Linked DNA regions of Mus musculus: regions 2 and 3 are each linked to region 1. Evidence: chromatin contacts called from public ChIA-PET and HiChIP or PLAC-seq data. All regions are on one chromosome and are shown on one strand. The core of a region is the stretch at or near the end of the contact, and the rest is flanking DNA. Distances in the headings are between cores, read along the strand shown.

Region 1 (4,354 bases), core at 1,779-4,278:
AGCACTGCACCTGTGACCTTACTTGGAAGGTCAGTATTGTAGCACGTAGGGGTCTACTTCTGGGTAAGATGGATGGCTTTTCGCCCTGAGCAGCCTGAATTGCACCCTTCAGTACTATAGCCAGCAGGGAGGAAGTTTCCCTTTCAGTTCTAACTGGATTTCTCTGTGTCCTACAACCAGAGTGGGCTGTGTCTTCAGCAAGACAGTCTTATTGCATAGTTATGGTGGGCAAGCTGGAGCAATGGCAATAGCTTCTGTTGTTTGAGGGTCCTCTGAGGTCTCTGTGACCAATGACTCATAGGTTTTCATATATCTGACACTAAGATTTTAGTTTAATTTCCCCATGTCTTCTGGGAAAAGCATCTACCATCCATGTAGAGTACATGCCCCTTCTGAAAACTATGTTTTAAATCAGCTTACAAAGTAGTGGGTCTCCTTCCATAAGGCCTCTCATATTTTCTTAGTTGTCGTTAGCCATACCACCTCTGCCTGACTCATCTTTCCCACACTCCTGCCAGTATATGCAGTTTTGTTTGTATCTCGAAAGCTCTATAGGACGATTATGACACAGGGGGAAATCACAGTCTTCTTAGCCCCTCATCACATAGAGTGCGGTGAAATCATTATGGTAGCAAAAGCCAAGTGTCCGTTGCAACTTGGAGGTGCGGGTACTGTTGTATGCAGGGGGATTGCTTGCAGTGTTGCTTCCATCAGAGCTTAACAGGCACAGCTAAAGTGACTGCCCTTCACGACATATTTTTTTTGCCAATACAAACAAGCTCTGCTTTGCATTTTTAGTCCCATGGCGTCATTTTTGAAATATGAATCACAAAAAGCTACACATCGCTGCTCTGCCTGCAGAGACTTGCCTTATCACCTTCTATTTCAGCATCAATAAAATGATGCTGTCATTCCAGCTTAGGGGCATTTTGATGTTCCAGACAGAGCTAGCTAATCACACTGTCCCCCCTCCTTCTACCTCCCCCCTCCCCTCCCCCCCCCCCCGTGTGTGTGTGTGTGTGTGTGTGTGTTCAGTCTTTCTGGGTGTAGAAAGGGAATTGTCTCAGCCTTTCGACGGATAAGTGCATTTTGATGGTATCTGATTACTAAGCTGGAACTTTCTATAAAGACATCATGGCAATTTACTGACAGAGAATTCCTCACCAAAGGCATCATTAGCAAAACCCCTATGCTAGTAAGTTCTAAATAGAGGCATGATTGTAGGGTAGTAAACGAGACTAGGAACAAAATAAGATGGTTTGTGTGAATGATCTGTAGGAACCTCTATGATTTAAAAAAAAAAAAAAACAAGCTTAACTTTGGGAGTACTTGAAAATGATACTAAATGGCGGAAACAGTAGGGTATTCATTCTAGAAGGAGCAGATGAGCTCATTTGTGAATATGGGCCTGTGTGTCTGCTGCTTCTCTAACATCAAGGGGAGTAATTTTCAAAATCTCGGAATGAAAGCTCAGGTGGACGGCAGAATGGAAAGGACTCAGAGACCTGCCAGAAACCAGGAGCAAGGCAGGCATTCCCAGAAGGTCTTGGCAGACAGAGGAGCAGGCTAGCTCCCCGTGCCAGCCAGAGTGAGAGATGAACTGTACTGGGTGGAGCCCAGTTGGCCCGTGCTGAGGTCTGCGTAGCACTGAAATCCACATTGGCTGCTCTGGGGGTGGGGTCAGGTGGGGCTCAGGGTAGAGCTTCTCACCTGGAGGGGGAGGTTCTGGGCAGAACTGGGGCTGTTAGGAGATTAAATGGAACAAGAACCTAACATCCAGGCTGTTGGGGAGTTGATCTTCAGGCATTGAGATGACTATGGGAACCAGAGAACAGGTTTATATAGGTTTAATGGCAAGCAAGGCTGACTTGAGGCTATTCTTTGAGAATCCTTAATTTATTTTAATTCAAATTTTAATTATTGTTTCATTTAAATGATTTATTAACAAATTATAATATTATTTTATATTCTTATAATTATATTGTTATAATAAGTAACTGATTTATTAATAACATAATTTAATTAATTATCATAAATTAAGGATCCTTTAATTCTCCAGGCTATAGAGATACTTCAGGGGCTACAAGGCACCCAACTAAGACTAATCACCAAATTCTAGAACTAGGCAGCTGACTCTAAGCAGCTTAGAGTGTCTTCAAGGCGTTTATAATCTACCTGAGAAGGAACGATCAGAGTACATGAGACAGAGGAACGTATCTGTATAGCTCCATTGTGTTACATAGAAATTGCAGGTATAAATAAACAGATAAACAAGCAAACAAAGGAAGGGGCGGGAGAGAAAGGCCCTTAGAGAAGAACGACGGATTAACATGTACAAGGACTTAAATTCAGTTCCTAGCACTGAAGAGGCCGGGCGTTGGGGTAAGGAAGCATGTGCTAGGAAAATCAAGGAAGGCCTCATGGAAGAGGAGGTCAGGAAGATGGTTTGGATACTTTAAGCTAAGAGCATATTCTGAGCATGTGCGAGCGATACTCGTGGAGAAAGAGTAAAGTTGCACTGAGTTTTTCGTATTCTGCTATCTAAGCAAGATTGAGTGTCTCCTCTCTAAGGACTTTGAGCGTGGAGTTGCTAGCGAGCCCTTAGAAAGCAGAGGACATGGGGTCGACTTGATAAGAGTCCCGGTGGTTAGGGCGAGCCGGGAGGAAGTTCCCAGCATCTTTCTCTGCGGTTAAGAGTAGTTCTCAGTCCCTGGATAATCTGGTCTTGATTTAGAAGGACAGTTTTCAAGTCCTCTCTTGGGGGCATTTCCTCTCTGTGCTCACTGCTGGTTCTTCCCACTCAGCACACCCACGTCTTCTTTTCGTCCCACTTCTTTAGTGACTAGAATTGAATCGAACTTTCCTATTAATGAAAACCCTCGGGGCCTCAGAGCCTTAGCCAATCCCCTCCCCCATATGTGACATAACCGGACTCATTCTGTTCCAGCGGCTCCAGAGCCCACCGCTGACAGCACAAGTCATCTGCTTCGCTTAGTCAGGGTGCGTGTCACCGTCGCCGTGATTACTCTCTATTGAGGAGGATGAGCCAACTCAGCATATTTGTCTCCCTCCCTGACTTTGACTGCGGAAAGGGGGTGGGGCGAGGGGGAGTTTGAACTTGCTTCATTAACCTTGACAGTCGCCTCTTCCCTTCTGCCATTGCTTTAAGGAACTCCTAATGGTTAAAGTCAGATCCCAGGCTCCTCCTGGCCTATAATGCTGAGAAAGGAAGTAGTGTCGGAGTATTGGCTCTTAGCTGTGGTTTTTTTATTCGGCAGGAGCTGAGAGAAACCTGACCCGGGCTAAGCCCTTTCTTTTGGTGGCGGCTTAAGTAGATCTGACATTTGGGTTGGAAAAGACTAACATCGTCTCAGTTTCCACAAAAGACAAGCTGGCCTTAAAAAAAAAATAGTGGATGTGTTGGCACCCGAGGTCCTTTCCTCCCAGGCACCCTCTGGACCGTCCCTGTAGACCTGGAAGTTGTGTGAGGTAATGGTAATGGCAGCGAGTGACAGGTGTCTGGCAAGGTATAGTCCATTGCTTCTGACTGCCTTGAATCTCCACTCCTGCTCCCATCCCCCCACGCTCCCAACCCCGAGATGAGAGGTTGGTTGCCTTATTATTCGTCCCAGTGGTGATAGATGACTCTCCTTAAACAATAGTCAAAGAATTGAACAGTGTCTGTGTGTAGGCTCTGACCCTTCCCTAGAAACTAGATCCTCTTACATTGTTTGCCACCCATTTGCAGATGTGTTTTATAATTGGCGATCCCTAACAAACAACTTAGATTTGATGGAGCTACACCTTGGAATCATGAGCTGGGTCAGGCAGTGTGTCTTTCCTAGAGCAGGGAGACCGGGTTAGATGGCAGTAAGCGCCTGGAGAACTACATCTATACAGTGATTTCATCTGTACCACAGCCCTGCAAGGCTATGGATGACAGCAGCAGCAATGGCTGTCACAATCACAGGTCACTGTCTTCCCTTACTTTGCTGTGAAATACCAGGCTCAGTTAGTTTGGGTCTGACTTGTGGTTGAGCGTGGTAGGTGTGTGAATGACATCCATTTTGAATATCTCCAAGAGGAAATGGAGCAGAATGTGGCTCATGTAGGCTTCCAGATGGATCTGACTCTGAGAGTACACAGCTCAGTTCCTTTGAGATCCTGTGTATCAGAGCTGGGTATTCATTCTTAACACACAGTACTGAACGAGCCTTTGCTTGCAAAGCATTATGTATGGTCAACTCTTGCTGTTGTTCAAGCTGATGACAGACGGACTCCTGAGGGTCTCTCATTTCAGCATCCAAGCAGCTGAGACTATAGATTAACCCTAGCCACTCCAGCCAGCTCTCAG
Region 2 (4,662 bases), core at 1,271-3,770, 88 kb after region 1:
TGGCATACTGGAATAATACTCTTAGGACTTACATTTTAGTTGGAGAGATACTAAGGTAACTGACAATGTGAGGTAGAATTGCCAGGCACCATTTTGGTGTATAGAGGAGGAGATGGCCAAGACCAGCTGTATGTCTGTCATTTAAATTGGGAATGTTTGTCAGTGTGCTTACTTTCCAGCCCATAATGACAGACTTAGATTTCCTTTTACTGTGTGATAAAATATTTACTACTCTGAAAAGAAAGAAAGAAAGAAAGGAAGGAAGGAAGGAAGGAAGAAAGAAAGAGAGAAAGGAAAGAAAGAAAGGAAAGGAAAAAGGAAAGAAGAAAGAAAAATTATATTCACACCATACTCATGCCTGTTAAACTAGTTAGTATCCCCTTTGGGGATGTGATTATTGGCCATTTGTGCTAAAAAGCCAGCTTTTCCTGTTGCTGATGAAGGTTTTGAAAGCAGGAAGTAAGGAGTATAATGTTTATTACTGTCTTTAGGTCTTTAAGACTCCATAGCTAGAGTAATAGATTTTGACTAATTTCCTTCATTTATTTGGGAGTTGACTTCCATGCACTGCTTAATATTTTGAAAACATTGAGTATATTTGGATAGACATTGTGCATTGGTAGTTTGATGACTAGGATATTCTCTCTCAGATCTGTTCACATTAAAATATGATCTTTCTTATGACTTTAAGTGAAAAAAAACTGATAGAAAATTTTTGAGTACAAATTTTCTGGTTGAGTTCATTTTGATGAGGCTCATGGATAAGTTTAGATTGCTTCTGATGAAGAGGGACACATCAGTCATATATGGAAAATAAAAGCTATTTAATTAACAAGATCGTCTTTTTTTCTTCTTTAAATTTGTAGTGCTGGAGGTGCCCCCGTGGCTTAACACGTCGGCAAAGGCTCTGCCACTGAGCTGCGTTACCAGGCTCTTGTGACCCTCCCTTGACTAGTAGCTGCTGGGAAAATACTCGAAGGAAACTGCTAAGTGGCTAATGCCAGTGTGAACAAGAACCAGAACGCGCAGGCTCGCTTCTTAGAACGTGCGCTTGACAGTGGCTGAGTCAGACCTTCAGAGTACATGCTAATGTCTGCCTGTCGTGGCAGGATTAATGTTCTGTAACGCATGCTGTCCTCCTGTATGGCAAGCAGCCAGTATTAGCAACTGACCACTTTGGTGGCTCCTACCTGTAATTGAAATACAGTTGGCACGAGTGATATCAGAGTAGTTGCTGCAGCCACAGCTTAGCCTGCACATCACTGTCAGTCAGCAGTGTCTAGGCTTTGATTGCAGTGGATTCAAGGGTCAGAGTCTTAGTAGAAAATAATATCATAGAAATGGTAAGCTAAGCAAGGCCACCCTGGGCAGCGTTCTTCTTTTTCTAGTGCCTGGTTATGTTAGTGACAGTGTCTGGAACTGCTCGGAGTACAGTCACATTCACAGAGTGAAACATCGCTGGGGCATCGTGTGTACAATGCTGTATGACAGTTAAAACATTTCAGGAATTACATCAGCTTAAATTAGGGTAAAGCTTATATAAATAATGTTAATGAAATTTATAGTATCTTAAGTATAAAAGAAAATGAGTAAATAATATAGGAAAATTAGTTTTATAAATGATAAAAAGAAATTTATATTAACAAATACTAATTTTTAAACTTTATAAAACTATTAGAATATCTTTGGGAAATTAAGGTTTCCCAGTTGTTAAGATTTTCTAAAATAATGGATTGCTTTTAATGAGATTACAATATGGGCTGGAAAAGAATGTAACAGTGATGAGAACATGTTTTTTATGTATGTTTTGTATGTAACACATGTAGCCTTATTTCAGAATATAGAAACTATTATAAATAGTACTTTATAAAGTCGTGTTTCACTCAGTTGAGTCATGTTTTTTGGTTCTTTTGCAGTAGATTGTGTTATTTTTTTTTTTGTATTTTGGTTGCATTTGATAGAGATTCTTTGTTTTTCGCGTGTGTAGGAACTGTTTTATTGTGTATCTGAATCTGAGATCTTAGAACATTAGAGGGAAAGCAGCAAATTATTACAAGGTAAAATTTACCTGTCGGAGCCCAGCACCGAGCCACCTCACTTGAGCACACTCCGGACTCCTTGCTCTCTTCTTCACTCTAGAATCTAGTCGGGTTGAGCTGGAAGAAAGTTGCAGATTGGCAGTTAACCTCCCTATTGAGTACACACTGCTTTCCTCTATGAGTCGGATGGGTAAGGACGAGAGCAAGTGTAAACTGTGACTGTACGAAGCTCCATGGCGGCTCCTGGGCGATTTGAAAGTGTCATTTTGAAATCTGTGATCTGTATTGCTTTCACTCTAGCTGTTGTTTTCTCTTTTCTTCCCTGTAATGTCTCCCCACTCCATGTTCTCTCCTAGCCTTCAAGATGGTCAGCAAGGCCAGCAGTCCACAGCCCAGGTCAAGGTCCAGTCCCGCCCCCCATCCCAGGCTGCAGTGCTCAGTGCTAGTGCCTCCTTGCTGGTGAGAAAAGGGAGTGTCCACTTAGAAGCCTCACATGACCATGCATCTGCCGTAGGCGGTAGCAGTTTGCACGATGAACTTGGTATGCAGGCCTGATGTAATCTCTGTGGTTGGAAACTTGTAATTGACAGTCAGTGGGTAAGAGTGATTGCGGTCCTTTCCTGAGATGGCTTTCTATTGGAGCTATGCATCAGGCACTGTTTATTGGGTTTGTTTGCCGAGTTTAAGAGAATGACTTACTTTTTCTTTCTGTATTTCTCTTTCTTTTCATTGTACTTTTTATTTTGAGCATATCTACTACTAATAGGCAGCTAATGTGCTAATAACTGTTCCTTATAACTAATATTCTCTTATAATAATTTGGATGTTTCTATTATTCCCAGAAATACCATGTGGAAAAATACGAATTTTAGGTGGTTTTTGAGACAACCTTAATTTTTAAAAATTATTTGAATATGTGATACACAGGAAAGCTCTCTAATACGTTTATTGCTCTGAAGTATCCTGCATTTTGCAGTATGTCCATCTCTTGTCATAGGATTTATTATAATCCTAAGTGTAATGTCCTCAGGACAGCATGGCTCTTCTTGTGACTGATAACTATAAAATATTTCATTATCTATTAAGATATCTGTAAATATACTCATAAATTATGTAAGTTAATTTTTGGAAATGCAGCATATTTTAAATTCTCAGTTGTAGCAAATTTACCCTAAGACATACTTTGTGCATTAGCATATTATGCTACTTCAGAACCTATTTCTTTATGCAGAGGTGTGTGTGTGTGTGTGTGTGTGTGTGTACATGCATGTGCGCTAGTGTACTCACCCACCATGTGCATATGTACATATCTGTAGAAGCCAGAGGAAGATACTAGGTGGCTTACTTTTCAAGGCAGAGTCTCCCACTGAACTGCTGCTGATGTGCCATAATGGACGGCCAGGGAATTCCAGGGACCCAGGTTCCCTCCTCAGCTCGGTGTTGTCTGTGTGGACCCAACCTGGCTTTTCTCTTGGGCACTGAGGATCCAGAGCCCAGTCCTCAGCCTGGTCAGTGAAGCTCTGACTGAAGCCAGGCTCCCAGCCCATGCGCTCAGGTTCCTGTTTCTCTGTGTGACCCAAGTTTCCGGTGCTCACATTCACAGTGGTTTAAGTTAATAAAGAAAGTCTTGTTCTTAAGTAAGACTCACTTGAAAGCCTTTATTCATTCTGATCTTATCGAGCCCTATTACATGGGATTTTCTTTATAAAGGTGACTATCCAGTTCATGTGTCAGTTGGAGGACTATATGGCAATAAGGAGTCAAAATTAGGTTTACTAAAACTTGATATGCTATTTACTCATTGACTTCCTTTCCATTTTGCAAAACTTGGGACCATGGAGTGGTGTTAACAGATAGGTAAGCGTGAACTGCAGAACTTCAGAAACTGCAGAATGACCATGTGAGAGAGTTAGGGCATTGCCATGTGTAGCAGGCAGTTCCTAACTGCAATGAGAAGACAGTACAACACTGTAAGTGCAGAAGTTTTTCCTTCTGAGTTTGTAATCTGAGAGGTAGGAAGTCTCCTAAGGAAGATATTTGAGTAAAAATAAAGTAGAATTCAATTCTACTGAGAGTAAATGCTCTCAAGTGACTCTTAGTTAACAGCGAAATTTTCTTTTATTAGATTGATTTAAACCACTGTGAATGTGAGCCCAGGCAACCTGGGTCATATGGAGAAGTAGGAATCCAAGGGAATCAATGGCTGGAACCATTGATTCAGTCGGTGCAGTGCGGTGCAGTGCGGTGCAGTGCGGTGCAGTGCGGTGCACAGTCAAGCTGGGGACTTGGCTTTGGATCCTCAGTGACCAAGAAAAAAGCCAGCCAAGGTTTGCACAGACAACCTCAGAGCTCCACATATATCCTTCCTTCCTTATTGCTTTCAGTTGGCAGGTTTTAGATGCAGATCCATTATGTTATAGTATGATTCCAATCACCATATAACCCTAAGATTCCTGGTAACAAAGGGTTTGTAAATCTGCAAGCATAATGTACTAATCACATAGAATTGCCCGTTAGCTCTATGACAGTGGATTGGCTAGAGTAGAGAGATTCATTTTGTGCGCACACACACACACTAAAAGTGTTAACAAAGAGAAAAGGTAAAATAGTCCCTAAAAATGAC
Region 3 (4,509 bases), core at 1,687-4,186, 130 kb after region 1:
GTTCCCTGGGTCATTTGGTAAGGTATTGCCTGGGGTGTAACTGCAGGGTGACCATTTCACTCTTCCAGCATCTGAAAGGTCTCACAAGGTCTTGTTGGTCCTCGTCTTCTGATGAGAAGTCTTGCGATTGTCCTGTCTGTATCCCGCTGTGCACAGTGTTTCTTCCTCTGTTGCTTATGTGATTTGTCTTATCACTAGTAGAGGATAATTCATTAAATGTACTTGTATGTGGCTTTCTTTTGCAGCTGAGGTTCATTTCTCTGATTCATACTTTACGTTAAGTTTTGAGCCATTGGGCTATTATTCTAGGATTTGTCTTGTTTTATCCTGTTCTCACTGCCACACCCCAGCCCACCCCAGTGACTCCAGTTGCATGTGTCTTGTGGTTGCCTGATGCTGTTTATTTCGGTTCTTTTCCTCTGGCTTGATGTTGGCTCTGTTGTTTATACTTCACTAATCTCCTCCTCTGTGCCATCATCTCTCATCAATCCCATTCAGAGTCCTTTCCATTTTATAATCTCTGATTTCCATCTTTAGAAGTCGGCTGAGGCCTTTTTTATATTGTATGTGGTGTTCTGGACGTATGGATTTGACTGTCATTCTTAAGAGCATCTTTATCTTCTGATCCTAACATCTATATCACTGGCGGGTTAGTTCTGATTGCCTGATTTTTCTGCCTTTACTCTGAGCTGTGGTGTCCTGATTCTCTGTACGTACAGATTTTTCCCACAATTTCACCTCTGTACACTTTGCTTACCAACCCCTCTGGTCTCCTAGCTCCCCACCACTCCACCCACCCTCCTTCCTACCTCACAAATAGCTTTTGTGCATTCATGTCTGCTTGTTTTGCTTTGTGACCCAACCAGGATTAACCAGGGCCATCTGTGTGACAGTGGGTTTAGAGCTACCCATTAGAATGTAGTGAGCTCTCAGCAGAATCTGTTGGCAGCCAGCTTTTGAGAGGGGCAGGGTAGACTAAGTGTTGATAAGGCCATGGCCTACTGTCTGTGGCTCTTGAGTTAATAGTCCTGGGGTTCTCTGAGCTCTGACCGAAAGCGTTTCACATTCCTAGCCCTTCCTCAGTTCCCACTCTCCTCGCACACTGCTCGCTGAGGTTTAGATGGTGGTAAAGTTACTTGCTTAGAGTTGGGCCAAAATCTGTGGCTTTTTTCTACATTTTGGGCAGTGTCTGTGTTCACTCTGTTCATTGTAAGAATAGGCTTCCCTGCTTCAGGCTCTGTCTAAGGTGTGAGCAGAGAGGTATTTAGAAGGCAGTCAGTGTAGTTAACCACAGAAACACATCTCCTGCATGGGTCTACTACCTCAGCCCAGACTTGGGTTGTTAGCCAGGCTAACAGTACTGGACATCAGTTCAGCACATCCCGCTATGGTCTTGAATGCATTCAGAGAACCCTATGGAAAATTTTTAAGTGGATGCCAACAGTGGAAATTTGCCCTTTTAGGTATTAAGTTCTGTATTTCCAGAAGTACTTGAACATGGTCCCTAGATAGTCTTAATCTCTTAATATCTTGATCCCCTCAGGTCTTGGTTTTGGTTAAAGCAGTTTATGAGGTGGAACGGGGCCAAGTTTAGCTAGACCACATTTGGATCTCCTTGTAAATAAGTAGGGATGGGCACCCTTAGGCCTCTGCTTGGTGTATGTGACCTTGAGCTTCCCCAGGCTAGCTTGTGGGGAAGGCGCTCTCCCGGCCCTGTGAGGCCTTGTGTTGTGTGCTTTGTTGTCCTCCTGTGGTTCTTTGCTCCTCAGACCGCCTACAGATCTCAAGGGTCTCCCCTGTGGTTTCCCTGTCCTCCCAGTTCCTAGCCCTCTCTTGGAGCTGTGAGCAGGGCCAGCACAATCCCCTCCTTGGTTCCTTACTTCTGGGCATAGGCTTATTTCTGTAAATCTTGCCTAATACAAACCACTGGGTCGCGGGTTGTATTTGATTTTGGTTCTTTCCTACGGGAGGGTAAGTCTCTGTTACTCCACTGAGCCAGAAGCAAAGGCTCACTCGATTATTTAATATTGTTAAGCATGTTTGCTTGTTTTTCTTCTTTCCAATTTCAACTTGCATTCCTGAACACTTAAAGTGAGATAAGGGCCAGTGTTCCTCAGGGTACAGCTGGACACTCGTTCATGTCTCAGTGGGCCTAGAGTTTTAGATGTATATGGCTCTTGGTGTTAATATCAGAAGAAATGGTGTTGATTCCTCCTGCTGTGAATCTGATCGTGCAGGGACCTGCCTCTCACAGCACAGCGTACAAAGACGTGCTCCTCATCCTGCTCTTCCTCCAGGACCTAGCTCATGGCCTTTACCTTCACTAGCTCAGACAGTGATGGAGAACATTCTTGGAGCAGGAAGCAACAATTCTAGCTACTTTCATTGAATGTAGTGTCAGACACCAAAGTAGTTACCATGCTTCAGATATGTGTAAGGGCAGTCAGTTAACAGTGGTGGCTTATTTAGGCAGGAAAAAAAAACAAAAACAAAACCCTACAAATACAGAAACAAATTTTGTTTTGTTTGATTCTAAGATTAACTTTACTGTTCCTCATTATTGGATGAAAACTGAAACCAAAAAAAGTGGAAGCTGGTCATGAAGCCAGCGAGGGCTCCTCACCTCCTCTCGCCCTGAACTCTGTCTGTCTTTCAGCCTGCTCTCAAGTACGTGCTGTACGCGCTGGTTGGTGTTGTGGGGCTTGTAACCCATTATGTGCTGCCTCAGGTGAGGAAGCAGCTCCCCTGGCACTGCTTCTCCCGGCCTCTGCTGAGGACAGCCGAGCACAGTCAGTATGAAGTCCGAAGTGAGTATGTCTCTGCCGCCCTCGGGCTCTGCCCACTCTGGTATGCCCGTGGTGAGTTAAGCAGACAGCATTGAGTCACGCTTTAGCTCTGGCTTCTTGCAGTGGGTTTGAAGCTTCCGGTGAAGTGTCGCCTGCAGGGCACTGTCTTCTGCTAAAAGAGCAGCAGCTGTGCTCCCAGGCCGTCTTCCGAGAGTAGACCTACACTTCCTGCTCTACCTCTCACACCTGTCCCTAGTGTGTCTGGCGTGTGACTTCTCTAACGTCCCCGATCCATCTTCTCCCTAATCAGTATACAAGCAGCTCAGTCCCCATCCAGTCCTCCATTTGAAAGGTTTTAATTTAAGCATAAGGAAGGAAGGAAGGCCTTTGTCCCTTATGCCACAAGAAACACTGTCTTACTTAAGAACAGTAGTGACAGTCCTTTCTGTAATTTCTGCTCAGATCTGGGTAAGCAGTGAAGTGACTGGAGAAGAGAGGAAGGCCTGTCCATTCAGCCAGCTTCTCCCTCCACTGTAAACTCTGACTCACTCTTCCTTGTCCGTTGGTCCTGTGACGGGCTGTGCTACACACAAGTGACTGAATGTAGCAAGCTTTCCTCCTTGGACTTGAGTGAAGTACTGTGAAGAGGGTGACTCAGCCAGTCATTTGAGTATGAGTTGATATTTTTGAAGAACATTGAAGCCTTTGAAGCTGTAGCAGAGTTGACTTTCTGTTCTCACAATGGGCCTCTTAATGAACCTGACTGAAGCCGTGTGGTCCTGGTGCTGCCCACAGCCTGGACGCTGGAGAGGCCACCGAATACTAATGAGCAGAGAGTGGGACGATGCTCTGGAGACCTTTTAGTAAGGGAAACTAAAGGAGACTGTGAGGCTGGTGCTGCCAGCCTCTGCACCGGAAACGTAGCCCACAGAGACAGGCTCTGGTTTGCTTTTCTATGATGAAGCATTTCCCACTTTTATATATAAATATACCAAATAGTTCATTTTTAAAATCAATAGTTTTATTGGTTGCTTTAATCAGTCTAAAATGTTTACAGATTTTGAATTGCCATAACATTTTTGACTTCTTGAAAATACTGAACTATAGAACTAAACTGGTTTTGTTTTGTTTTGGGGGGTGTTTTGGTTTTTTCTTTGTACTGATATTAGAAATGTAAAGACTGCCTAGCAGCCTGGCGTAGTGCTTTTAGAGAGCCAAAGAGCTTACCACCTTAACCACCATATGCCACTAGTGAAGAAACGCCTTATAAGCTGGGTGACTGTAAACTATGAGTGTGTGCATCTAGAGCATAGACTTTCCTATTGAGAAGTCAGGTGCTTTAGTAGCGCTTACTTATCTAGGATTGAGTACAGCCCGAGAACCTTTAGCAACTTTTCCTATATACAAATGTAGAAAATGAGAAAAATTATAGTGAAAAATAAGATCTCAAGAAATGAAATGCTGGAGATGCGGGTGCATGGTGAACAGTTGGCTCCTATGTGCTAAGGCCCCGGGGTGACACGTAGCTTTACACAACAGCTTATAAAAGTAAAGTTAGCCAAGTATGAGTTATGTCTAGGTCAGAAACTGTGTATTTGCGTATGCGTGTGCATATGCGTGTGTGTGCACCTGAATGTGTGTGTGTGTGTACACGTGTGTATGCCTGCATGCATGCGGTCGATCACATAAAAGTAGACATTGAAGTACGGGCTTCGTATGGTTT

Evidence for each region. ChIA-PET counts read pairs in DNA pulled down with a chosen protein or histone mark. HiChIP or PLAC-seq counts read pairs in DNA pulled down with a chosen protein or histone mark.
Region 2: an H3K4me3 HiChIP or PLAC-seq map of bone marrow-derived macrophages shows a contact between it and region 1, with 4 times the contacts expected there. The contact joins two enhancer-like sites. A contact is called at or near these places in 1 of 39 promoter capture datasets (liver), 5 of 484 Hi-C or Micro-C datasets (bone marrow, bone marrow-derived macrophages, granulocyte-monocyte progenitors and 2 more) and 4 of 115 datasets of contacts at active chromatin or transcription factors (the 230-238 cell line, bone marrow-derived macrophages, embryonic stem cells and 1 more).
Region 3: an RNA polymerase II ChIA-PET map of memory CD8 T cells shows a contact between it and region 1, with 6 read pairs. The contact joins two enhancer-like sites. A contact is called at or near these places in 1 of 39 promoter capture datasets (pre-B cells), 1 of 115 datasets of contacts at active chromatin or transcription factors (memory CD8 T cells) and 3 of 9 other capture datasets (adipose tissue, liver and pancreatic islet).

What each region holds. Positions count from the first base shown.
Region 1 is chr12:81,842,128-81,846,481 of GRCm38.p6, forward strand. No RefSeq gene overlaps it. Among named protein-coding and RNA genes, the nearest start is that of Pcnx, 16 kb to the right of the region's middle. Within about 2 kb of position 3,029, at least 54 of the 459 cell types and tissues checked have an H3K27ac peak or open chromatin away from gene starts, as enhancers often do. A contact at or near this core is called in adipose tissue, bone marrow-derived macrophages and memory CD8 T cells, where this site is marked.
Region 2 is chr12:81,931,136-81,935,797 of GRCm38.p6, forward strand. Pcnx (pecanex homolog) reads left to right here. Exons shown (of 36, transcript NM_018814.3): 8 at 2,396-2,580. Among named protein-coding and RNA genes, the nearest start is that of Pcnx, 73 kb to the left of the region's middle. Within about 2 kb of position 2,521, at least 59 of the 459 cell types and tissues checked have an H3K27ac peak or open chromatin away from gene starts, as enhancers often do. A contact at or near this core is called in bone marrow-derived macrophages, where this site is marked.
Region 3 is chr12:81,968,590-81,973,098 of GRCm38.p6, forward strand. It overlaps Pcnx (pecanex homolog), which reads left to right. Exons shown (of 36, transcript NM_018814.3): 20 at 2,657-2,807. Among named protein-coding and RNA genes, the nearest start is that of Gm30799, 99 kb to the right of the region's middle. Within about 2 kb of position 2,937, at least 182 of the 459 cell types and tissues checked have an H3K27ac peak or open chromatin away from gene starts, as enhancers often do. A contact at or near this core is called in adipose tissue and memory CD8 T cells, where this site is marked.